2 separate regions of the Oryctolagus cuniculus genome follow, and region 1 is linked to region 2. The links are chromatin contacts, called in public Micro-C maps. All regions are on one chromosome and are shown on one strand. The core of a region is the stretch at or near the end of the contact, and the rest is flanking DNA. Distances in the headings are between cores, read along the strand shown.

The links. Hi-C and Micro-C count contacts between places; a contact is called where the count stands out from the background.
Region 1: a Micro-C map of ear pinna shows a contact between it and region 2, with 6 times the contacts expected there. The contact joins two enhancer-like sites. A contact is called at or near these places in 2 of 6 Hi-C or Micro-C datasets (ear pinna and an unstated tissue).

What each region holds. Positions count from the first base shown.
Region 1 is chr17:21,670,444-21,676,808 of mOryCun1.1, forward strand. All of the region lies in intron 4 of LOC127484399 (a long non-coding RNA gene), which reads right to left. Among named protein-coding and RNA genes, the nearest start is that of KRT23, 20 kb to the left of the region's middle. Within about 2 kb of position 3,293, at least 1 of the 8 cell types and tissues checked has an H3K27ac peak or open chromatin away from gene starts, as enhancers often do. A contact at or near this core is called in ear pinna, where this site is marked.
Region 2 is chr17:21,013,652-21,019,938 of mOryCun1.1, forward strand. No RefSeq gene overlaps it. Among named protein-coding and RNA genes, the nearest start is that of EIF1, 19 kb to the left of the region's middle. Within about 2 kb of position 5,025, at least 4 of the 8 cell types and tissues checked have an H3K27ac peak or open chromatin away from gene starts, as enhancers often do. A contact at or near this core is called in ear pinna, where this site is marked.

The DNA.
Region 1 (6,365 bases), core at 2,043-4,542, 660 kb after region 2:
CATACTTGTCAGAGGCTTAGTGGTGTGACATCATTGACATGGCATGAAGGTAAAACACACGAGTCAGCACCAGACGCTCGGGTCCATGGAGGGACAGGCTTTTACGACCAGGAGCCACCTACCCATTACCCAAAGCTCGAAGCACTCAGTTCTGATTGCTCCTCTGGGGGTTCAGCAAGTTCCAGGCCCAGAAGACCTCATACGTTTGTCCAGCTAGACCTTGCACTCACTTCTCATTTCTGCCAAAATTGCCCCTCCCCATATTCGGGGAACATGCAAGGACAAGAATGAAGAATAGTAGTGACGATGGATGGGCGATGGGCAATGGTTACACCAGGTATCTTCTACGGCCACTAACTGGAAAGATTCTGTCCAGAGGCTCGTCACCAACACATATTGTGAAGACTGCCATTCGTCATCTCCAACGTGTAAGGATTCAGGAGTTTTTGGGTCACGACCTAGTCCTGTGTCCTCCTTATCAGTTTTTCTCAAATAATGGTGTGTACACTTATAACCCAGGATCTTATTAAAATGCAGATTATGGGCCGGCGCCGCGGCTCACTAGGCTAATCCTCCGCCTAGCGGCGCCGGCACACCGGGTTCTAGTCCCGGTCGGGGCGCCGGATTCTGTCCCGGTTGCCCCTCTTCCAGGCCAGCCCTCTGCTGTGGCCAGGGAGTGCAGTGGAGGATGGCCCAGGTGCTTGGGCCCTGCACCCCATGGGAGACCAGGAAAAGCACCTGGCTCCTGGCTCCTGCCATCGGATCAGCGCGGTGCGCCGGCCGCAGCGCGCCGGCCGCGGCGGCCATTGGAGGGTGAACCAACGGCAAAAGGAAGACCTTTCTCTCTGTCTCTCTCTCTCACTGTCCACTCTGCCTGTCAAAAAAAAAAAAAAATGCAGATTATGATCTAGAAGCTCTGGATTGGGGTCTAAGAGTCTGTATTTCTAGTAGGATCCCAGATGATACGGAGACCGCTGGTCCCTGGACCACACTTCAAGTAGCAAGATTATAGACGATTTGAATTCACCAATCACTTGGCCTGGCCCAGCACTGAATGTCATTTTTGTGAGTCAGTCTCAATAGACTCACCACAGACTGAGCTGGATGAGCAACACAGCAGGGAAGGCGACATCAGCAGAATCCCATCAGCAAAGTCTTGCTCAAAGCAAATTAATCCTACAAGAGTTTGATTAAGTTAGGCCTGGAAGGGAGGTGTTTTTTAGACTCTCACCAAGAAGAGAAGACAGAGTCTGGAAATTAAAGAGATCAATCATCTTGTCTCAAATTATCCCATTCTCACGCAATGAGAAGCTCACAACAAATCTGACCCTTTGGAGAGAATGAAAAAGACTTGTCCAAGATCAACCACTTGTGTTACCTAATACAGCACTACAAAGTACACCTCTCTCTACATATGAGTATTCATTTGTAAAGATCTTCTTAAACTCTCTTTAAGAACCATTTTTTTTAGTGCAGTGAACCAAACAACGGCTGAAGTTTTAAGAAGAAACAATAAATTTAACTGAAGCTGCATCCTAATCCACACTAAACTCAGCTGCACTGGTTGCTTTCACAGCTGTTACTGACGTCCTTATCCTTTGTTTCCAAGAAATTCATATCGCAATGAATGAAGTTAGAAAGAAGAACTGTGAAGATTAGTTATTTAACACCCACCTCATGCCTCTTATGGAGTTGTTCACTAACAGGAAGACAAAATAAAGGAGTTCTTGAAGTCAGAACTTCAGAGGAGGAAATTAAAATATACAAATCAGTCCCTCTGCCCAACTGTGATTCCTGTCACCCCTAATCACAGTCAGTAACCCTAATAATTACTGCCTTAGCTTGCACTGTGATAAGGAAGTGAACCCGAGCTGAGAAGCCGAAAGAAAACGCGTTCCTTCCATCAAGCTCTTGCCACCCTCTTCTGAAGTTTTCTTCCACACTCAACAAAAGCATCATAAAGTCATCCGTGACCCTACGCCCAGCTCCACCAGGTCAGCGCCTGTGACTGGCCTCACACCCTGCCCAGGTGGCCAGGCGTTACCACCGGGCCTTCCCCCAACAAGGCCCCAGCTTGCTTGCCCAGAGGGCGGCAGTCATTACCTGAATGGCAGGTTTAGACGCAAGCCGCCTTAATGTGGGGCTTCGCAAGCATCACGCCCGGGTTGTCATTAGTGTCCTCGGAAAACAACAATCAGCTGGCTGACCAAAAAAGGACATTAGTACAAGGGTTTGGGGAAGCCATGTAAGATGTAGTTCGTTCATTTTTTTTCAAACAAGGGAAGGGCTAACTTACAAAGAACACACAAGGATAACAGTCACCCAAAGGTGCCTAAGCTACCCTTGGCTCCAGGGCTGAGCTGGAGGAGGTGTCAGGGGCTGGCAGCCCTAGGGCAGGAGACAGCATCTCCAGTCACTCAGCCCATGCAGGAGGCTCAGCTGATGGCAAGAGAGACAGAGACAGAAATAGAGATCTCCCATCTGCTGCTTCTTTTCACAAATGCTGACAGCAGCCAGGGCTGGACCAGGCTAAAGTGAAGCTATGAACACAGCACAGGTCTCCCACAAGGGCGGCAGCGACCCAAATACTGGAGCAAGCATGCTGCCTGCCAGGAAGCTGAGATCATAAGCGAGTCAGGACTCATATCCAGGTACCCCAGTAGGGGATGCAGGTGTCCCAAGCAACGTCTGAACTGCTGTGCCACGCCCCCCCAAAGGGATCCCATTGTAGGAATACGGCTTCTTACATTATCTCACACAATCTCCTGTTCTTTGGTCTGCAACTCTAAGTGTCTAGAAGGTTTCGAAAGTGGTGGACACGGTGCCATCTGCCCCCACCTCAGGTGTGGTTGCACTAAAAGTCAACATGGTCCAAGAGACAAGTTGGCAGCACTCACGTCTTCTCCCTCCCACCCCTCCTACCCCACCTCTGAGCCACCTGAGGCCGCAGTGACCCAGACTGGGCTTTGTCTCGGACCACACTGGGGCTGCTTGAGAACAGGAGACATCCACAGTCAGTCCCTTAGCCCATCACACGGAGGAGGAAGCCAGCCCCCTATGACAAGCCTTGACCTGCTGACTATTTTTATGACAAGCAAAGGGTTAAAACCATATCCCCCAGAGAGGTCCCACTGCCTCTCCAGACAACTGGCCAAGGGGAGCTAGGAGCCTGCACCTGTGGGCAAGCCAGAGACCCACCCCAGGGTCCAGAGACCAGGAGGCTGGGTAGATAGTCCCACAAACAGCTAAGCAGGAGAAGCATAGTGGGTGGAGCCTATGGCTGGGTGGTCAAGACTTTGGTCCCCTTCCGCATCTTCCTGGTGACGAGCTGGAACCCAACCCCTCCCACTCTGCTCCAACAGAAGCGGGGGGGGAGGGGGTGCAGACCCAGCTCCAACAGTCCTTTGGAAAGAAAACTGTTTTAAGTTCTCTGCTCTCGTGAAGGAGCCACACGGTATCCAGAAGGGGCTCTCGTGTTCATCTGGGCCCTGTGGAAAGGGAGACAATGGGGGCGTCTTTGATACTCCCTTCCTGCCCACTGGCATCATTTTGGTGCCGCTGTCACCTCTGGTAAATGACCAAATCATCTCCTTATGAAGGGAACTCACCTCCCTTCCCTTGGTGACCTATTTCCTCTCCTCTGCAGGGAGCCCCAGCTAAATGCTTCTTTAAGGCGGGAACCTGCTGCTGTCAATGACACAGAGGCCTTGGGGGAGCTCCAGGTGAGGGGGAGGAGGATTGAGACTGCAGGCGCGAGGGTGTTGTCTCTGTGCCCCGCCCCCACTCACACTCAGAGCAAACAGAATCCACGCACAGAAAGACACAACACAAAGGTGGACTTGAGAAGGTCAGGCAGTGACAGGTCTACGAGGTGGCTCCCTTTGCAGGACAGCTTGTCAAGCACTTCTTTCCATACTGGCACTGACACCTTCAAAGGCATCCGGGTATCTTGTGTCTCTTTCAACAGACCAAAAGGCAGAAAGAAAAAATGTTCTTGGATCAATGCCTAAAAAAATCTTAAACCAGATTTTTCTGGGATATTTCAGACCAGTCAGTGCCTGTTATTTTAAACTGTGGCATTTTTCTTTTAAAATATGGATTAAATCCTGTGGTGAGTGAGAGGTTTCAAGTTCACCGTTCCGGCGGCACTGGTTTCTGAGTTGCTGTGCTATCAGCTCTAAAACTTCCAGGGCTTCCATCGCCCCCGCTGCTCCTCTGCTCCTGGGGCGCCGCCTCGGCAGCCTGCGGCACGGAGGACCAGGCACCAGGACAGGCGCTGGACCAGAGGGGCTCCCAGCTTGTTTCTTCTTAGCCAGAAGAGAGTTTGAGTTTACAGAGAACATACACTAACAGACAGCAAGTGCCCTGAATAGCAACAGGTGCCCACAGGCCAGGGGTTGGCCAATCACACGGCTGGCTCGCCCCCTGTCCACAGCTGCTTCTGTCAACAGCAGCCTTGAGGAGTCGCAATAGTGTCTCTCACACCCACAAACCCTGACTAGTTATCACCTGACCTTTACACAGAGAAAATTCTGGGGCAAACATGTCCCATGTCAGAGTCCCCTGGCCCAATGCCCAGCTCTCACAGACTCTGACTTCCTGCTAATGCAGACGCTGTGGGGCAGCAGGGGAGGGGTGACTGGGCTCCAGCGCTTGGGTTCCTGCCACTTCTGTGGGAGACCTGGACTGAGCTCCCAGCTCCAGGCTTCAGCCCCAACCCAACCACTGAGCCAGCAGATGGGCACTCTCACTACGTCTATTTCCGTCTCTCACTCTCTTTGTCTCTCAAATAATTTTTAAATTTTTTAAACTAAAATTTTATGGGGCTGGCGCTGCGGCACATCGGGTTAATTCCCTGGCCTGAAGCACCAGCATCGGGCTCCAGTTCTAGTCCTGCCTGCTCCACTTCCGATCCAGCTCTCTGCTATGGCCTGGGAAAGCAGTAGAGGATGGCTCAAGTCCTTGGGCCCCTGCACCTGCCTGGGAGACCTGGAAGAAGCTCCTGGCTCCTGGCTTCCGATTGGTGCAGCTCCAGCTGTTGTGGCCAACTGGGGAGTGAGCCATTGGATGGAAGACCTCTCTCTATCTCTGCCTCTCCTCTCTCTGTGTAACTCTTTCAAACAAAAAAAAAAAAATTTAAAAAATACTTTATAAAAGAGTATCCAACCTCTGCTCTGAACAACAGAGCAAGAGAATATGAGCTGAAGCCACAACAGGAACAGTGGGGCCCATCTACAAACCCCTCACTGCGAAGGACGGGGGGCAGGCTGCCAAGTCTCAGCCCAAGCTGGGAGGGCCCTGGCTCCATCAGGTACCACTGAACATGGCCATGTATCAGCTTAAAACACCTGGAGAGTTCCAATGACTTAAAAGATTAAAACGTACCTGCTTTTTCCCCAAGGTAATTCACATACAAGCCACGAATAAAGGATCTATTTTGCTTTTTTTTTTTAATCTTTTATTTAATGAATATAAATTTCCAAAGTACGACTCATGGGTTACAATGGCTTTCCCCCCCATACCGTCCCTCCCACCCACAACCCTCCCCTTTCCCACTCCCTCTCCCCTTCCATTCACATCAAGATTCATTTTCGATTATCTTAATATACAGAAGATCAGCTTAGTATACCTTAAGTAAGGATTTCAACAGTTTGTTGCCACACAGAAACATAAAGTGAAAAATAATAGATGATTTTTTTAAAATGATGATGAAATCAGATCAGACCTATTGTCATGTTTAATCCCAGTGAGAGTCAAGTTGGGAATTGATAATTTCTTTTTTTTTTTTTTTTTTTTTTTTTACAGAAGATCAGTTTAGTGTACATTAAGTAAAGATTTCAATCGTTTGCACCCCCATAGAAACACAAAGTGAAATATACTGTTTGAGTACTCGTTATAGCATTAAGCCTCAGTGTACAGCACGTTAAGGACAGAGATCCTACATGAGGAGTAAGTGCACAGTGACTCCTGTTGTTGACTTTACCAATTGACACTCCTGTTCATGGCATCAATAATCTCCCTATGCACCAGTCATGAGTTTCCAAGGCTATGGAAGCCCCTTGAGTTCTCTGACTCTTTGCTTTTTATTTTTTAAAAAATTGTATCACTTTGCAAATGCTTTGTTGCTTGCCCAGAAGTCACGCTATTCTTACAACACACCAATGCAAACAACTTAAAGAGGACGCTAAGCGGGGGACTCACCAACTTCTATTTCCCTGGCAGACATGGAGGTGTTGCAGTAGCCTTTATTTGATATGAAGGGCAGGAGCTCCCCCTGCTGGTTACAGTGGCAACATGGCGGTGAGCCCAACATCCTTCCCTGATGGAGAGTCAGTTGGACCAGCATCTGCATTCATTCACAGGGC
Region 2 (6,287 bases), core at 3,775-6,274:
GAACTTTCGCGAGCCCTTCTGGGCGTCCAGCTGCGCTTTCCCACGTGGCCACCAGGTGGCGACAGACCCTAAGAGTCTGGGCTCCTCGCGCCCCGGCCTGGTCCCGACCTCCGGCAGGGGGCGATGCTGCTCTTCCGGATGAGCGGGTGAGGGCGGCTGCAGAGGTTGGGCCTGTATTGTTTCTGCAGGGCTGGGGGAGGCTGGGCGCGGCCCAGCGTGGGTGGAGGGGGCTGGGGGTGGCAAACGTCCTAACAGCTGTGGAGGGGAAGGCTGTGGGAGCCTCTTACTCGTCCTCATTTGCACGGTGCGGACTTAACCCTCGAAGGGCCAGATGGTATTTTAGGTTGTGCCAGCCTTGCACCTGCTTAGCTCTTCCCCTGTATAAAGCAACCCACGGGCGAACGGGCCTGGCTCTGCGCGCGCGTGCGTGTTGTGTGTGTGTGTGTGTGTGTGTGTGTGTGTCTGTGTGTAAGATTTATGTTATCATTTATTTGAAAGGCAGAGCTATAGGGAGGGGAGAGAGAGATCTTTCATCTGCTGGTTCACTCCCCAGATGGCTGCAATGGCTGGGGCTGGGTCAGGGTCAGGCCAAAGCCAGGAGCCTGGAGCTCCATCCAGGTCTCCCCTGTGGGTGCAGGGCCCAGCTGCTTCCGCTGCTTTTCGAGGTGCATGTGCAGGGAGCTGGATTGGAAGTGGAGCAGCCAGGACTAGAGCTGGCTGACATGGACTCTGGCTTTGTGGGTGGCAGCCTGGCCCATGGCGCCACAGTGCGGGTTCCCAAGAGATCTTCACATGTGCTCACCACCACTTGTACCACATACGATTTTTGTTTTTCACAGAATAGTATTTTGATATATATATTAACATGTTTTATTTAGGCCGGCGCCGCGGCTCACTAGGCTAATCCTCCGCCTAGCGGCGCCGGCACACCAGGTTCTAGTCCCGGTCGGGGCGCCGGATTCTGTCCCGGTTGCCCCTCTTCCAGGCCAGCTCTCTGCTGTGGCCAGGGAGTGCAGTGGAGGATGGCCCAGGTGCTTGGGCCCTGCACCCCATGGGAGAACAGGAAAAGCACCTGGCTCCTGGCTCCTGCCATCGGATCAGCGCGGTGCGCCGGCTGCAACGCGCCGGCCACGGCGGCCATTGGAGGGTGAACCAACAGCAAAAGGAAGACCTTTCTCTCTGTCTCTCTCTCTCACTGTCCACTCTGCCTGTCAAAAAAAATGTTTTATTTACTTATTTATTTGAGAGAGTTATAGACATGGAGAAGGAGAAACAGAGAGGTCTTCCATCTGCTGGTTTACTCCCCAAATGGCCAGGGCTAGGCTGATCTGAAGCCAGGAGCCAGGAGCTTCTTCCGGGTCTCCTACCAGGGCACAGGGGCCCAAGCTCTTGGGCCATCTTCTACTGCTTTCTCACGCCATAAGCAATAGAATAGGAATAGGAAGTGGAGCAGCCGGGACATGAGCCAGCACCCATGTGGGATAGCAGCGCTGCAGGCAGAGGCTTAGCCCAGTAACCACAACACCGGCCACTATTTTGATATTTAAAAGAACTACCTAAAAATGTAAAAATCACCCTCAGTCCTTGGGCTGTACAAAAACAGGCAGCGTGGCCCCGATCTAGGCCGAGTGTCGGACCAGTGCCTGGCACACGGCGGGCGCTCGGTTAGTGGTGGGTACTGTTGGCCCCGAGCAGGGGTTCTGTGAGCCCTGTTCCCGCAGCCCCAGGTCTCCCCGCTTACAGAAAGCATCTACTGAAGCCGGCTGCCCCCGTCCTCGGGGCAGTGCACCTCGGGGCAGGCATTTGGCCCAGCGGCGCCGCCCGCTGCATGTTGGAGTGCAGGGTTCAAGTCCCGGCTCTGCTCCCATTTCCAGCTTCCTGCTCATACGCACCCTGGGAGGCAGTGGGTGGAGGCTCAAGTGTTTGGGTCCCCGCCACCCACATGGGAAACCTGGGTTCACTTCCTGGCTCCCGGCTTTGGCCAGGCCCAGTCCTGGCTGTTGTGGGCATTTGGGGAGTGAACCAGTGGATGGTCTGTCTCTCTGCCTTTTAAATAAAATAAGCGAATAAATGGTTTGACTTTATTGATGTGCTACTTACATAAAATAAGGTGTACCTGTGTTAAGTGTAGAGGTCAGGCGTTTTGACAACTGTCTACACCTACGCAGCACCATGGTCAAGGTAGGAGGCACTGAGTCGGGGGGCACCCTAGGGCTGAGGCCGAGGCTGTGGGGTGGGGCAGCGAGCACCCCCCCCACCACCAGTCAGGGGCAGAGCCGGCCTTTGTATCCCTGCCAGGACCCTGCACCCAGTGCCTCCTTCTCCGCCCTCCCGCCTGCTGTCCCCGCCCCTTTGCAGCTGTGTGCACACCTTCTCCAGGCCCGGCTGCTCCAAGTGCGGCCTGCAGCTGGCAGCCTTGGCGTCCCCGGGGGAGCAGAGTCCCAGGCCATCCCCGCCATCATGGCGGCGGCACTGCCATCTGAAGTCCTGCCCCGCCCTGGACAGCGGTGGCCACGGTCGCTTCCGCCCAGTGCTGAGGCTGCCCTGGACCTGCCCGGCCGGTGCCTGACTCACCCCTGCCCCGGCCAGGAACTCACCCCTGCCCCGGCCAGGAAATGCACGGGCTCCCAGTGGGCACCCAGCCCTCTTCCCACGGTCTGGAACTTGTCACAGAGGGACTTTGGGCAATGCTGGCCCCTCTGGTCTCAGTTTCCCTTCTTTGTAAATTCTGGCAGTTGTGGGCCACACAACTCCTGGGGGGCGGCACCGGTGGTGGGAGGGCCTAGGACTGGGAACCAGAGGTTTGGAGTGAAGGCTGTTGGGATGGGTGATGAGGGAGGCGGGCCGGCTGCCCCTTGGTGTGCGGGGGTCTGCATAGTGGTGGAGGGAAGGGGTGGGATTGGCCAGCAGCGGGTGGGGGTGCAGGGGCCTGGGTCTGGCCTTGGTCCTCACCGGCTGCAGGCTGGTCCTGCCCTGCACCTCTCTTTGCCTTCGTATGAAGGGTCCAGCCTTCCTCGGGCCCTGCCCCTGGTTTGTTCGGCCTGCTCGGGGCTTCCTCTGGAATTCAGGGGGCTTCCTGTGTGAACTGTGAGCTCCAGCGTCGCAGGCAGAACTGGAGGCCTGTCCTCCCCGGAGCCCATGTTGGCCGGGTGGGGCCCGCACCACCTGCCGCTCCGGGGGTCCAGCTCTGCAGGGCTGCAGTGGGTCCTCCCGGGCCCCGCCCCGCGGCAGCTGGCACGGGCAGGCTGCTGGCTGGGTTTTTGCCAGTGAGGCTTGGGCGAGCAGGTCTGGATCCGACTGACGCTAGCTCACCTGTTTACCCAAAGCAGAGGGCTGGGTGTCGGCATCTCCTGGAGGCGTCTGCAGCCCTGCTCAGCACCCAGAGGGGGCCCTCCTCCTCCCCCAGGACCTCTGTTCCCAGAGTCGCAATCTGGCCAGGACACCACCACTCAAGCCTCAGCTCCCCACGCCCCCTCCGCGGCCTTCTTGCACTGTCAGCGTGACCCTGTTGGCTGTGTGCTTCTTGTATGGTGCAATGGACAGGGCCTCTGTCCGCCTCCAGCACCAGCCAGGTACCCAGCTGGGGCTCCGTAAGTGATCTGTGGGGGCCGGCACTGTGGCTCAGTGGGCAGAGCCGCTGCTGTGACACCGGCATCCCATGTGGGTGCTGGTTCGAGTCCTGTCTGCTCCACTTCTGATCCAGCTCCTTGCCAGTGCACTGGGAAAGCAGCTGAACATGGCCCAAGAGCTTGGGCCCCTGCACCCTGGTGGGAGACCTGGAAGAAGCTGCTGGCTCCTGGCTTCAGCCTGGCCCAGTCCTGGCTGTTGCAACCATTTGGAGAGTGAACCAACAGATGGAAGCTCTCTCTCTCTCGGTGTCTCTCTCTTTGTAACTCTGCCTTTCAAATAAATAAATCTTAAAAAGAAGAAGAAAAGGGAAGTAACTTTGAAATGACCAAAGTTCTTAAAGCAAACAGACGGATCTGTGGAGGGGAGGTGGGTGTTTGTCCCTGGGCTGAGGCTGTGCGGGGACCTGGGCACAGGTCACCAGGGCTCGTGGGCTGTCGCTAGGCCATTGCTGCCAAATGCAGAAGAGGCAGCCCCTGCCCTGGGGGCCAGAGGCGCGCGGCGTCCCCTCCCCTGCACCAGACTGCCCGGCACTGACCGCAGTCCTGGGCCCAGTGCTCAGGAGGCATTGGCTCTGGCTGTCGGCGGGGATGTGTGGAGCCCTCACAGCCGGGGACTCCTGGGCCCCAGGATTCCCTGCTGGGAGCCTGACCCGGCCACGGGCCGTCAGCAGGAGCCTGCTCGGCTGTGACAGGCAGAGCCCAGCACAGGAGGGAGGCGGCGCTTAACAGACAGGGAAACTGAGGCCCAGAGGCCCGGGCGCAGCCGTGGTGCCCTGAGCCAGGCTGGGGTGTGGTCAGTCCTGCGGGTGAGGGCGTCACAGCAGTGGTTCCTATTGCGACCTCAGACCCGGGCGCCCCCTGAGCACAACCTGCCCTGCCCCCAGCCCCCTCCACCTGGCCTGGCCTGGTTTCCCTGAGCCAGCACAGGCCGGGCTCCAGCAAGTCTGAATCAGCCCGGGGAGCTGCGGATCCCAGCCCGTCAGCCCGACCTCCCTGCCCTGGGGCCCCGGGAGCGGGAAGTGACTGCTCCACACCCCAGGTCCTCCCGCCTGCCCTCCCCACCCACGCATTCAGCCCGGGGCCCAAACAGGGCCGGGAGCCAGGCCCTTCACCCCTCCCTGGTAACAGAGGAACAACACTGGAGACTGTCTGTCCTGCCAACGCCGCACCCCAGCCTGGGCCCCCAGCCTGGGCCTGCTGAGGAGGGAAGCAGCAGGGCCCCCAGAGCTGGAGACACTTGCCAGCCCTGCCCCCCAGCCTCCAGGCTTCGTGGGCAGGGCTATTGCCTGGCCCCCCGCCCCCAGCCCCCAGGCCCCAGCCCTGGCCTTGGCTCCCACTGGCCCTCAGCACCCAGCCCCCAGCCCTGGCCTTGGCTCCCACTGCCCCCTAGCACCCAGCCCCCAGCCCCAGCCCTGGCCTCGGTTCCCACTGGCCCTCAGCACCCAGGCCCCAGGCCCCAGCCCTGGCCTTGGCTCCCACTGGCCCCCAGCACCCAGGCCCCAGGCCCCAGCCCTGGCCTCGGCTCCCACTGGCCCCCAGCCCCCAGGCCCCAGGCCCCAGCCCTGGCCTTGGCTCCCACTGCCCCCCAGCACCCAGCCCCCAGGCCCCAGCCCTGGCCTCGGCTCCCACTGCCCCCCAGCACCCAGGCACTAGCCCCAGCCTCAGCTCCCAGCACCTTGCACCCTCAGGCTTGGGAGCAAGAGAGAGGGGCAGAGCACAAGCGAGCGGAGGGGCACGGGAGAGGTTCAAGGTGGGGGGCGGGGCAGGGAGGCTGCAGGCCCTGTCCTTACAGGTAGGGGACAGGTGGGAGACTTGGTTGCAACACCCCCCCCCCAGGGCTTGGTCCCCTGAGCCCTGTGAGGCCACTCAGCGCCATGTTTGGGGGCTGGCTGGGTGGCCAGGGAGGGGCGTGATCAGGGCAGGGGCTGGGAGGGCAACCACAGGTGTCCTGGCCCTCTGTGGCCAGGACTTGGGACCATGGGAGATGGAGAAGGGCAGCGGGGTCTCCTCTCCTGGGAGCCCCCTGTGTGGGGGACAAATATGGTGCAGTCTCCAGGGAGCACCTAGTCCGGGGGGAGCCCCAGCCCCAGCCAAGGGATCGGGATGTCCCTTAGGTGACAGAAGCTGGCCAGGTGGAGCAGGGGCTGCCAAGGCCTCACGGGGCCTGGCCAATGCGTCTGTTTCCCGGGGAGAGGCAGCTGGAGGCTGGGGGTCTCCCTGCTCCCTACCCACACGGCTGCCGCCTCTTTCTGGAGCTGGCGGCCCCCCAGGCCCCAGGCCAGATTGGAGTTGCGAGTGATTGGCCGATTTCTCCCTGGCCTCTGCCCTGCCAGCCACGCCACCCCTGCCTCCTCATACAGACAGGAGTGTCTGGGCCTTGGTGAGTCCCCTGCCCGGGTCCCAAGGGGCAGATTGCTGAGTTCCAGCACCCAGCGCCTGGATGACCTGGAGGAATGTGCTGGGGTGCGCTCCGAGGCCCACAAGGGCAAATCCCACTGCGTCCCTGCTGTCCCCAAGCTGCCCCCGCCCTCAGCCCTCTCCCAGCCCAGATCCCAGGTTCAGCCCCAGGTGGGCCGATGGGCAGGGCGGAGTGGGAGCGCCTGGCTCCTGCTGAGGCTGCTGCTGGCCCACCCAGGCTGAGTCAGAGCTTTCCCAGGG